Linked DNA regions of Ovis aries: region 2 is linked to region 1. A link is a contact called in public Hi-C data. All regions are on one chromosome and are shown on one strand. The core of a region is the stretch at or near the end of the contact, and the rest is flanking DNA. Distances in the headings are between cores, read along the strand shown. Region 1 has its middle 12 kb from the start of PPP1R21. Region 2 has its middle 62 kb from the start of FOXN2.

What was found. Hi-C and Micro-C count contacts between places; a contact is called where the count stands out from the background.
Region 2: a Hi-C map of liver shows a contact between it and region 1, with 3 times the contacts expected there. The contact joins two enhancer-like sites. A contact is called at or near these places in 8 of 16 Hi-C or Micro-C datasets (blood, liver, mesenteric adipose tissue and 3 more).

What each region holds. Positions count from the first base shown.
Region 1 is chr3:76,060,423-76,067,241 of ARS-UI_Ramb_v3.0, reverse strand. No RefSeq gene overlaps it. Among named protein-coding and RNA genes, the nearest start is that of PPP1R21, 12 kb to the right of the region's middle. Within about 2 kb of position 5,416, at least 13 of the 54 cell types and tissues checked have an H3K27ac peak or open chromatin away from gene starts, as enhancers often do. A contact at or near this core is called in liver, where this site is marked.
Region 2 is chr3:76,204,446-76,210,831 of ARS-UI_Ramb_v3.0, reverse strand. No RefSeq gene overlaps it. Among named protein-coding and RNA genes, the nearest start is that of FOXN2, 62 kb to the right of the region's middle. Within about 2 kb of position 1,486, at least 3 of the 54 cell types and tissues checked have an H3K27ac peak or open chromatin away from gene starts, as enhancers often do. A contact at or near this core is called in liver, where this site is marked.

The sequences.
Region 1 (6,819 bases), core at 4,167-6,666:
CAAGGATCCCAGCCCCCAGCTTGTGCCCACATGGAGAGCAGAGACACCTGTATTTCACTCATGACTTTCTCTGTCCAGCCAGAGGCAGACAAAGGGCACCTAGAGACTGAGCTTGTGTGACCCTGAGCAAGTCTCTACTTTTTGGAGTATTAGTATAGCAACTGAGGCACTTAACAACTTGTGTCCTTAAGGAAATATTTAGAGCAAGTTATCAAAGCACACTGAATACCCGTTTGTCATGAATATTATTATTATTTTGCTTTTGGCTCAAGATTTATTCTTCATGATCTAACAGTTACTTAAGTGAGCATTTTCATTTAATAAAATCACTTGACTTAGAACTGTTCACAAATACTACTACCACTCATTAAAAATGTTGAAATCCTGAAATACATTATTTTTTTTCTAATTAAACTTGGTTATCATGCATAACTTAACCTGAATTACAGGCAGCATAGTCCTATAAAAGTGGTTAAGTGGGAAAAAAAATTGACCTTGCTGTAAAAATCTTCAAACATCTCCAAAGAGAAAATGTATCAGAAAGTCTTATGTCATTCCCAAGACTAGTTTGTAACAGATTTATTCATCAGAGGTTCTATAATAACATTTTCCTCACTGGGTTGTGAAGATTTAATGAGAGTATTAAATTATTGGTGCCCAATGGGAATATAACATAGAGTAACATAGTTATTAATAGTTAATAACATAGTTGATAATAATTAATAATATAGATATTAACATGTTTATGGGCTTCCCAGGTGGCTCAGTGGTGCAGAATCCACCTGCCAAACAGGGGACACAGGATCGATCCCTGGGTTGGGAAGATTTGCTGGAGTAGGAAATGGCAACCCACTTCAGCCTTGCCTGGGAAATCCCATAGACAGAGGAGCCTGGCAGGCTACAGTCCATGGGGTCACAAAGAGTCAGACATAACTTAGTGACTAAATGACAACAAAGACAACAATATGTTTATTCTCTCAAACATAGATACACACCTACATTCAGGCACGTGTGCATACAGAAACACACACACACATGCACACTCTTCCGTCCTCTTCAGAGAGCCCAACTCTAGGAGAGACAAATGGATACACTCCTCACAGTCTAAGCATGAAAGGTGGCATCCACTCTTTCCTTTCTGGGGTGCAGGCCATTGTCTGAGAAGAGTAAATACCCCCAAGAGCCTCTGGGAGTCGAGTCCTGAGCTCACACTTGCAGGCTAACTACGAAAACGAAGCTTACTAAAAAACAACCCCCGACTGTCACTGAGGAAGTAATCACTGGTTTTGTGGAGTAGGCAGGCTTCGGGCTGCTGATCTGTTCAGAACAGTCTACAGGTCTGTAGCTGCACGTGTTGTGGAAGGGGTACATGCCTTGTGGAAGGGATACACATGTGCCCTGTGCATGGAGGAGAAGCTATCTGTGGGGTGGGAAGAGATTTGAAGGATGGAAAAGTCAGCTTCCTCCCAGATAGATGGACCAGATTGCTGATGACGAGGCTGTGCTATAAAAAAATGACGCCTTGGGATGATCCTATACAGCCTTGTTAAGGCACAACTTTCAGAATTTTCAGGCAAGTTTGTCTTGTGTTGTTGAGTCAGCCACCAAGTCCTGACCTGTTCTTTCTCCTCCCATCACACACACCTTTTCTAAGGTGTGACGTCAGGGGAAAGATGTGGATGTTACTGATAACCCTGGCCACGTGAATTTTCAACAGCAAACAAGCAGGTAAAGTTATAGTCTCTTGTGTTCTGCACATTCTGTCCTCACCCAATACTCTTGGCCTCTTGTCCCTTCTGGAAACAAGGGCTTGGTCTAAGGAAGGGCTCTGTGTTCTGTCAATTATGGGTAGAGTGAATCATGGCCAACCAGTAGGTATGTACTCATACCCAGTTGAGTGTGCATCCTGCCTTGTACGGCCTAAGGATTACCCACACAGTCACCCCTTGGATTGACACTAAGAATTTCCCAGCCCCCTCAGAGAGGCATGTGCATTTAAGCTACATTTCTAATATAATAAATTCATTTGTCCTCTGGAAAAGATATCTTTGGTTGGGAGATAAGTGGGGGAATGGGAGGAGATTTGTAAAGGTAAGACTCACGTCAATCAGCTGATCAGTTAACTTACTGAACAAACAGGTATGACATGCCCACAGTACTCTGCGGAAGATGTGCAAGGATGGCTTTGGAACCGGTGCCAGGCCCTCCCTCCTCTTCCCTCCTCCTCCCTCCAGCCTCACCACCACTATCCAGGGGAGATGCCAGCTCTCTGCTGGGCTGATCAACGCTACAGCTTCCTAACTGATCTTGCTACTTCTGGATTCTTTAGTTATTTCGTCTTATTATGAACCTAGGCACATGCTTCTCTGTTAAAATCCCATTAGGGCCTCTGCCCTGGCTACAGACTGAGTCCTGGCTCTCTCTGGTGGGGGGCACTCTTCTGTCCAGCCCCAACCACAGCCTCTGCACATGTAACTGGCTCACTAACCACAATCCTTCCTCGTGTTTTTATTTCCCCAAATGCAACATGCGCTCACGACATGACTCTTACGACTGTTCCCTGTGCCTGGAATGCTTTTCCTCTCATCACCCCCAAACCTTCCACTAAACCTCAGCGCCATCCTGTTTTGCTTTCTTTCTCTCACACCCCACAACCAGTCCACCAAGAAACCATGTGGATTTCAATATACTTCCTTCAGAATACACCCACAATCTGTCCAGGACTCACGGTCTCTGCTGTCCTCTCTCAGCTTGATCTTGGCACTAGCTTCCAACGCGGCCCCTGCTTTGGCCTTTGCCCTCCCTCCCACCCATGGGTGCTCTCAATACAGCAGCCAGACTGACCTTCTTAAGACACAAGTCAGATCGTGTCACACTTTTCTGAAAACCCTCCAAAGCAGCGGTGGGCTGGAGGAGCTGGTCCCGGCTGGTGGGAAGCCACCCTCACACACCTTCTCTACTGTGTCACATCGGTAGCTTAGAACAAGCATGGTGGGAGTATTTATACCACAGACATTGGCAGATGCTTAAAACAAAAAAGCGTTTCTTTTTTTGAGACTCAGTTTGCCAGCACACCATTGCTCCAACAGTGACCCGTTTCTCTCAGAGCAAAAGCCAAACTTGTCACAACTACCTGCAAGTCCCCCTGGAAACTGATTCCTCCTCGAAGTTCCTCTGCTTTGCTCCAGGCACATGGGCCTCCTCGCCTTCCAAGACAGTCTCACTTCCAGGGACTGGCCCTGCCTGCTCCGCATGCTTGGAACAGTCCCCACAGAGACCCAGGGGAAGGGGGGCTTATTTCTGCTCTTTTGGAAGTCCTTGCTCAAATCTCGCTTTCTCAGTGAAGCTCACCTCACCCCCTCACCAAACTCCACCCAGCAGCCCTGTGTTCCTTTCATTCCAACCTGGAGGTACTGATTATGTTTACTAATATTTACACATGCTCTGCGTCTCCCACCCCAATGCCACCTCTACAAGAGTATGGGTTTGGGACTATTTTCTTCCTCATGAGTCCCAGTACCCAAAACAGTGTCCGACGCACGAGACCCTCAGTAAGCATTTACTGGTTGACCGGCTGACTGAATCTCCAAATGCCCACTCCTCTGTAAACCTTTCCTAATCTCAGTACTTTCCTCATCTCCATTCACAAAAGGTCCAGATTCTTTTCCTCTGTGTTAGTTCCTTGTATAACACATTGTGTAATACATGTGGCTTAAAACTCAACATTCAGAAAACTAAGATCATGGCATCTGGTCCCATCACTTCATGGGAAATAGATGGGGAAACAGTGGAAACAGTGTCAGACTTTATTTTGGGGGGCTCCAAAATCACTGCAGATGGTGACTGTAACTATGAAATTAAAAGACGCTTACTTCTTGGAAGAAAAGTTATGACCAACCTAGACAGCTTAGTAAAAAGCAGAGACAACAAAGGTCCATCTAGTTAAAGCTATGGTTTTTCCGGTAGTCATGTATGGATGTGAGAGTTGGACTATAAAGAAAGCTGAGCGCTGAAAAATTGATGCTTTTGAACTGTGGTGTTAGAGAAGACTCTTGAGAGTCTCTTGGACTGCAAGGAAATCCAACCAGTCAATCTTAAAGGAAATCAGTCCTAAATATTCACTGGAAGGACTGATGCTGGAGCTGAAACTCCAATACTTTGGCTACCTGATGTGAAGAACTGACTCATTTGAAAAGACCCTGATACTGGGAAAAATTGAAGGCGGGAGGAGAAGGGGGCAACAGAGGATGAGATGGCTAGATGGCATCACCGACTCAATGGGCATGAGTTTGAGTAAACTCCAGGAGTTGGTGATGGACAGGGAGGCCTGGCATGCTGCAGTCCATGGGGTCACAAAGAGTCAGACACAGCTGAACAACTGAACTGAACTGAAGAGCTTATGCTGTATCCCTATGATTTTATGATCTGCCTCCCCCAGCAGATGGCTGTTGGTGGGCTCTTTGAGGTACTTCCAACACCTATCCCAGTGCCTGGCACACACCACTCCCACTAATATCAGTGAACTAGTGTGGGTTGCCTGTTCCAGGGGCTCTTCCTGACCCAGGGATTGAACCTGTATCTCTTGCATTTCCTGCATTGGCAGGCGGATTCTTTACCACTAGTGCCACTTGGGGAACCCCCTCAATGAACCCATGAAGGTATAAGTGAATGGTGACCAGAATGTAATTCCAGTGTAATTACATTCTGGAACGTAATCCCAGAACGGATTCCTCTTCTCATCAGGGACACCTTTCTGCTGATGGCTGTGTTGGGAAGGCCTGCAGGTGAGAGAGAGTCGGCCCTCCTTTTCTCATCCTCTCCCTCAAGCCCCTTGTCCTCTGGGGCCTTGCACAAGGGGCAGGAATGTGGCCTTGAATCCACTGGTCTCTTGGAACGTGGCTGGAAGGAACAGGAGTACCTAGGATGTGCTGGAGAACCTGCTTCCGGGGTTTGTAGAACACATGGCACCACCTCTTCGGGCTCTTCTCCAGCCCAGAGGTTCCTAAGGCTACATCTCCTGGCTCAGGAGGCTGCCAGAGAGGCCCCCTGTCTTCCCACCGAAGCCCTGTCCATGAAGGCCAGCCTACCCAGAACAAAGGAGAGGCTGCGCCCTGTTGAGAGGGGTGACTTGTCTCCTTTCCCAGCCATCAGGTGAGGAGGAAGGGTCCACACCCTAACTCTAAGCCTCAAGGGAATACCGGATGTCCCAACGCATTCTGCAGAAAGACTTAGTAATTTTCCAGTTACTAATTTGCCTTGCCTGTTCTGTTCAAACAGGCTACTTGTTTCCTCAAAAAGAATCAGGTATAGTGGGATGAGGTCACTAGAGACGTGCCTAAACAACTACAAACACTGGCCATAGTTCGTGCGGAAGCACTCATAACCAGCCACTCGGACTGTCTGTCGTCTGATTTTTACCTTTTCTAAACAAATTCGGTGAGGGCGCGCCCCCTGCTGGCAACACGAGATTATATCAGGCAGAAACCTCTGCTGGAACAATTAATTGGGCGTCAGTTCAGTTCAGTTCAGTCGCTCAGTCGTGTCCGACTCTTTGCGACCCCATGGACTGCCGCACGCCAGGCTTCCCTGTCCCTCACCAACTCCCAAAGATTACTCAAACTCATGTCCATCGAGTCGGTGATGCCATCCAACTATCTCATCCTCTGTTTTCCCCTTCTCCCGCCTTCAATCTTTCCCAGCATCAGGGTCTTTTCAAATGAGTCAGTTCTTTGCATCAGGTGCCCAAAGTATTGGAGTTTCAGCTTCAACATCAGTCCTTCCAATGAATAGTAAGGACTGATTTCCTTTAGGATGGACTGGTTGGATTTCCTTGCAGTCCAAAAGACTCTCAAGAGTCTTCTCCAACACCACAGTTCAACGGCATTAATTCTTCAGCGCTCAGCTTTCTTTATAGTCCAACTCTCACATCCATACATGACTGCTGGAAAAAGGAAAGCTTTGACTAGATGGACCTTTGCTGGCAAAGTAATGTCTCTGCTTTTTAGTATGCTGTCTAGGTTGGTCATAGCTTTTCTTCCAAGGAGCATGCGTCTTTTAATTTCATGGCTGCAGTCACCATCTGTAGTGATTTTGGAGACCCCCAAAATAAAGTCTTTCACTGTTTCCGTTGTTTCCCCATCTATTTGCCCTGAAGTGATGGGATTGGATGCCATGATCTTAGATTCTCTGTGCTATATAGTAAAGTTTTATTGCTTATCTATTTGATGTATAGTAGTTTGTACCCATTAATTCCATACCCCTAATTTCTCCCTCTATCTTTCCCTCTCCTTATTGGTAACCATAAATTTGTTTTCTATATCTGTTACTCTGTTTTTATTTTGTATATATATTCATTTGTATTAGTTTTTAGATTTCACATATGAGTGATATTGCTTATATTTGTCTTCCGCTGACATATGTCACTAAGCAGAATATTATTTAGGTCTATCCACATTACTGCAAAAGGTAGGATTTCATTCTGTTTTTATGGATGAGTTATAGTTTTATATATACTGATCTAAGAAAATATTGCCATGATTTATGTTAGACTGTTCCAGTTATGTTCTCTTCTAGGAGTTTCATGCTGTCATATCCTACATTTAGATCTTTAAACCATTTAAACTTATTTTTATGTATGGTATGAGGGAATGTTCTAATTTCATTTAACATGTAGCTGTTCAGCTTTCTCAGCTCCAATTGTTAGAAATTTTTAAAAGGCTAAGGTAAGAAAAGCTTTTATAATTAAGTGCTATTCAAAATGTAAATATAAGAATTTGCTCACCTGGCTTTAAGAAAAAATGTCCCTAATATAGAAGAACA
Region 2 (6,386 bases), core at 237-2,736, 150 kb before region 1:
CATGAGTTAGCAACTAAACAAGAACAATAAAAGGGAGAATAGGGAGTTAGTGTTTAGTAAGTACCAAGATTCAGGTTTACAATAGGAAGAGAGTTCTAAAGATGGTTGCATAAAAATGTGAATGTACTTAATGCCACTGAACTAAGATGGCTTTTTGCTCTATGGATTTTACCAAACTTTTAAAAATGTTTTTTTTTTTTTTTACAACCATACTTCTTATAAAAAAAAAAAAAAAAAGAAGTCTGTAGTATTCCTGCACTGTGTTAACTGAATTTGTAAAGGATCTTTTTAAATCAGAAATGAAAAATCAAAGCTTATCTTCATTTATTCTCTTCTTTTTTCTTTCTTTCTTTCCTTTCTTCCTTGATGTCTCCCTACTTCCTTCCTTCAAATATCTGTAGGCTACGTAACATGTGCCAAACATTGTTTGAGGCCCTAGGAAGCTCAAAGAAAAGATACCACACCCTGATCACAGTCCAGCAGTGGAGATGTGCCCAGATAAACAGACATGTTTATGTGACCAAGGCTCTAACAGAGACTCTCAAACTGTCAAGGCAGCTCAGAGAAGGGATACCTAATACAGACATGGAGATGTGAGGGAAGCTTGATGCAATTTGGAATTCCTAGGAAGAATCTTGAGGGGTAAAAAGAAGTTAGCCTGCTAAACAAGGAAAAATTTGAGTCATCATAACAATATTAGTGATAGCATATTTTATAGTAACAAAGCTGCAATTCATATACTATTTATTCAATTGGTGTCTATTAAATACTAGGTGCCAAACACAGTTCAATGTGCTGGAAATATGGAGATGAACAAGATAAGTTCCCTCTGTCATGAAGCTTAGAGGAGATAGTCAATGAATATATAGACAAGTGGCTCAGTTGGTCAAGAAACCTCCTGCAATGCAGGAGACCTGGGTTCGATCCCCAGGTTGGGAAGATCCCCTGGAGGAAGGCATGGCAACCCACTCCAGTATTCTTTCCTGGAGAATGCCCATGGACAGAGGAGCCTGGTGGGCTACAGTCCATGGGGTTGCAAAGAGTTGGACATAACTGAGCAACTAAGCACAGACACAAATACATAATTTATTATAGTAAAGGTTCTGGAAAACAATAGGGTAAGGGGAAAACAAAAGGAGGATTGGGATGAGGGAAAGAATGTTACTAATTTTTATATGTGGCTGGAGAAGGCCTCACTAGTATATTGGCATTTGAGCAGAGGACTAAAAGTAAGGGCAGAAGGAACCCTAGGCAAAGACATGGAGGAGGCCAAGGTAAAAGTAAATGCTAAGTTCTTGAGGTGAGCACATGCCACATGTGTTAGGAGGACAGTGTAGTTGAAGAAGGAGGAGGGAGGGGAAGAGTACTGGGAGAGGAAAGGATGGGGGTTGGGAGGAAGACAGTGTTCCCCTTACGTAGTGGGGCATTAAGGCCATGATAAGGACGTTGGTGTGTGAGATGAAAGCCACTAGAGGGCTCTGCATAGAGGAATGACGTGACCTGACTTAGGTCTTAAAGGGATCATTTTGACTGCTCTGTTGGGAAGATGGGAAGAGGCAAGGGTGCAAACGGTGTCACCAATTAGACGACTTTGGCAATAATCCAAGAGAAATTGATTGACTTGGACTGGATGGCAGCAGATGAAGCTGTCATATTCTAGAAATACTTTAAAGATGAAACCAACATGATTTGCTGATAGATTGGATATCAAGTGTGAGAGAAAACAAAATAGTCATGAGTGGCTCCCAAGTTGTTGGTCTGAACAGCTAGAAGCATAGAGCTGGCATTTACTAAGGTGGGAAAACTGTTAAAAGAGGAGGTTTGAGTTGGGAGTAGGCAGGGAATCAGACATTTGATTTTGGACACATCAAGTTCAAGATTTTTGTTAGATATATATGGAAATATCAACTAATTTATATATAAAGATCCAGAGTTCAGGGTAGAAGTACAGTTACAGATGTAAGTTGAAAGCTCTTGGCTTGTATTGGTTCAAAGCCATGGCAATGGATGACATTCCCAAGAGAGTGAGTCTAGATGTAGAAGAGGTCTAATAATTGAGTCACGGGGTATTTGGTGCTATTCCAATAGTCAACGGTTAGAAAAATGAGGGAGAACCAGCAAAGAAGACTGAGAAGGAATAGGCACAGAAATAAAAGGAGAGCTAAGAGACTCTTCAAAGTCAAATGAAAAGACTTGTTTTGAGGAGGAAGGGGTGGGCAATCGTGTCATGTTGATGGCAGGTCAAGATGGATGAGAGTTGAGATTGGACCATTGCATTTAGCAGCACGAAGGTCAGTAGTGATCTTTTCAAAAGTTGCTTTGTTGTAGTGGTGGGAGTGAGTGCTTGGTTGGCATGAAGCTGAGAGAAAACAGCTTTAAACTACCTACATTTTCTAAGCCTTGATTTCCTTATCTATAAAAATGGGCATGTTAGTATTTTCCAAATGGAGTTGCTGTAAACATGAAAGGAAATAAATTATTTGAAGTACCTAGTAAGTGAGTGAAAGTGAAAGTCACTCAGTCGTGTCTGATTCTTTGCAACCCCATGGACTATACAGTCCATGGGAATTCTCCAGGCCAGAATATAGGAGTGGGTAGCCTTTCCCTTCTCCAGGGGATCTTCCCAACCCAGGGATAGACCCCAGATCTCCTGCACTGCAGGCAGATTCTTTACCAGCTGAGCCACAAGGGAAGCAAAGTACCTACCAAAGGTCTAGCAAATATACAGTTGTCCCTTGGTTCCAGTATCCTCCACAAACTCCACAAATGTTGAAATCTCTAATGTAAAATGGTCTACTGTTCACATATAATGTAAACATATCCTGCCATATATTTAAATAATCTCTAGATTACTTATAATACCTAACACAATGTAAATGTTATATAAAAAGTTGCCAGCATGCAGCAAGTTCATGTTTTGCTTTTGGAAACTTTCTGAAATTAAAAAAAAATTTTTTCAACCCCCCTGGTTGGTTGATTCTGCAGAGGCAGAACATGAAGATCTGGAGTGGTGACTATATTAAGTATTTTTATTTTTTATAATTTTGTTTTTAGATTTCAACTATTCCAGAGGAAAAATAGACAGTTATTGAAACTTACCATCATCTTAAGTCAATCACCTTTTTTGAAAAGCTCAGATAGGAATCGACATAGTTAACTGATTTTTTTCACGTTTTTGGAGAAGGAAATGGCAACCCACTCTCCAGTACTCTTGCCTGGAAAATCCCATGGACGGAGGAGCCTGGTAGGGTACAGTCCATGGAGTCACAGAGTTGGACACGACTGAGAGACTTCACACTTTCACTTTTTTATATTTCTTTTTATAAAATGAGGGTATACAGGCAAATGGGGCTTCCCTAGTAGCTCAGCTGGTAAACAATCAGCCTGCAATGAGGAGACCCCGGTTTGATTCCTGGGTCAGGAAGCTCCCTTGGAGAAGGGATAGGCTACCCAGTCTGGTATTCTTAGGCTTCCCTGGTGGTTCAGAAAGTAAAGGATCCACAGCAACCTGGGTTTGATCCCTGGGTTGGGAAGATGCCCTGGAGGAGGGCGTGGCAACCCACTCCAATATTCTTGCCTGGAAAATCCCCATGGACAAGAGGAGGCTGGTGGGCTATAGCCCATGAGGTCCCAAAGAGTCAGACATGACTGAGTGACTAGACACACACATGTCAGTTCAGTTCAGTTCAGCCACTCAGTCATGTCCGACTCTTTGCGACCCCATGAATCGCAGCACACCAGGCCTCCCTGTCCATCACCAACTCCTGGAGTTTACTCAAACTCATGTCCACAGAGTCAGTGATGCCATCCAGCCATCTCATCCTCGGTCGTCCCCTTCTCCTCCTGCCCCCAATCCCTCCCAGCATCAGAGTCTTTTCCAATGAGTCAACTCTTCACATGAGGTAGCCAAAGTATTGGAGTTCCAGCTTCGGCATCAGTCCTTCCAGTGAACACCCAGGACTGATCTCCTTTACAATGAACTGGTTGGATCTCCTTGCAGTCCAAGGGACTCTCAAGAGTCTTCTCCAACACCACAGTTCAAAAGCATCAATTCTTCAGCACTCAGCCTTCTTCACAGTCCAACTCTCACATCCATACATGACCACTGGAAAAAACCATAGCCTTGACTAGATGGACCTTTGTTGGCAAAGTAATGTCTCTGCTTTTTAATATGCTATCTATGTTGGTCATAACTTTCCTTCCAAGGAGTAAGCGTCTTTTAATTTCATGGCTGCAGTCACCATCTGCAGTGATTTTGGAGCCCCCAAAACAAAGTCTGTCACTGCTTCCACTGTTTCCCCATCTACTTCCCATGAAGTGATGGGACCAGATGCCATGATCTTCGTTTTCTGAATGTTGAGCTTTAAGCCAACTTTTTCACTCTCCTCTTTCACTTTCATCAAGAGGCTCTTTAGTTCTTCTTCACTTTCTGCCATAAGGGTGGTGTTATCTGCATATCTGAGGTTATTGATATTTCTCCCAGCACTCTTGATTCCAGCTTGTGCTTCTTCCAGCCCAGTGTTTCTCATGATGTACTCTGCATATAAGTTAAATAAGCAGGGTGACAATATACAGCCTTGACATACTCCTTTTCCTATTTGGAAGCAGTCTGTTGTTCCATGTCCAGTTCTAACTGTTGCTTCCTGACCTGCATACAGATTTCTCAAGAGGCAGGTCAGGTGGTCTTGTATTCCCATTTCTTTCAGAATTTCCCACAGTTTATTGTGATCCACACAGTCAAAGGTTTTGGCATAGTCAAACACACACATACAGGCAAATGCCAAAAAAAAAAAAAAGATAGGAGAAGAGGAATTGGAGAGAGATACAAACAAAGGGGAGAGAGAAAAACCTGAAAGCTATTAGAGAATATTTTTGTTTTAGCTTGCTTTTTTAAGATGAGAGAAATAACTGTGGATAGTAGAGAAAATGATCCAATCAAGAAGGAAAATTTAATGATACAAGAAAGGAAGGAGATGTCTTTGAGAGCAAAAGAGTGGGATCTAGTGCCCAAGTGCAGAACTTGGCCTTCGGAATGTAGACAATTCATTGCAGAGTCTGCAGGTATAGATGTAGGAGACTATATAGATGTAGACAGTGGGGGTACTGAGGGCCTAATTAAGGTTGATGGTGAAGAATTTTGGGCTTCCTAGGTTCCACTTCCTGGGTTCCACAAGTGGTGGTAAAGAACCCACTTGCCAATGCAGGAGACTTAAAGAGACTTGAGTTCGATCCCTACATCAGGAAGATTTCCTAGAAAAGGGCATGAAAACCCACTTGAGTATTCTTGCCTGGAGAATCCCTTGGACAGAGGCACCTTCAGCTATAGACCATAGAGTCACAAAGAGTCAGACACAACTGATGTGACTTAGCAAATGCATGCATGCATGGTGAAGAATTTAAAGTGAAGCTAGTCAGCATAGTTTACAATTGGGTTTATGTGTGGATGGTGGGAAGGACACATCCCACAAGAGAAGGTGGGAAATCGACAGTATCGGAGTTGGGGATTTGTTAGGTGAATACAATGAAAGGAGAGAGGAGTACTGTGGATATGCAGATGGTAATTGTAGGGTGGGACCAGGTAAAAAGAGTGAGAGAGCAGGGAAGTGAGGCCATGAGGAAGTGAGGGATTATTGAATGGTGTAGAATCCTGACACAGTACTAGAGGGAAAAATTGGAAGGTGGGCTCAGAAAACAGGAAAACAATCCTCTCAATGAAACTCACCACCAGTATTCAATGAGCCATCAGAAAGAGCTTGCCTCATTTTCCTGTGAAATAAGACTTAGTTAGATATCGGAAGATAATAGAGTTTACTCAGAACAGGAAATGGGCTCTTAGAGACCTTTGAAAACACTAATTGCAATGGATGAATACTTTAACAGTCTTCAACAAATATTCATTGAGGGAAATCTTATCAAAATGTTATAAATTTTTGTTTCTGATTAATCCTGCCTACAGCATGTTTAAGAAATGGATTCGGTTTTAACAATTTCAGGAAAAGGAAGCTTACTTATTTAACCATTATCTCCTGAATCTAGGACGCAGATATACAGGGATCTTGCCCTCTAGGCATATTCTGAGGGGGATACAGGCAAGAAAACAAAAAGATACACCGTAGAGAGTAACATATAGCATAATGGATGCTTAAAGTGTAATAGAGTTAAGGCACATAAGTGGGACCAGCCTTGTGGTGATGAGGCTGCTGCCAGGGATGGATGAAAGCTTTCAGTGAATGGCAGACCTATGTTGTAATGTAAAGGCCTTAAAAACCTGACATGACACAACTTGCATTTTTAAACTCTTCTCTTTAGTAGAAATGTCTTTTTATAACTCTTTTCACTTACTCAGCATTTACTGGGGACCTACTCTGTGCCAGACGGTGGCCTAG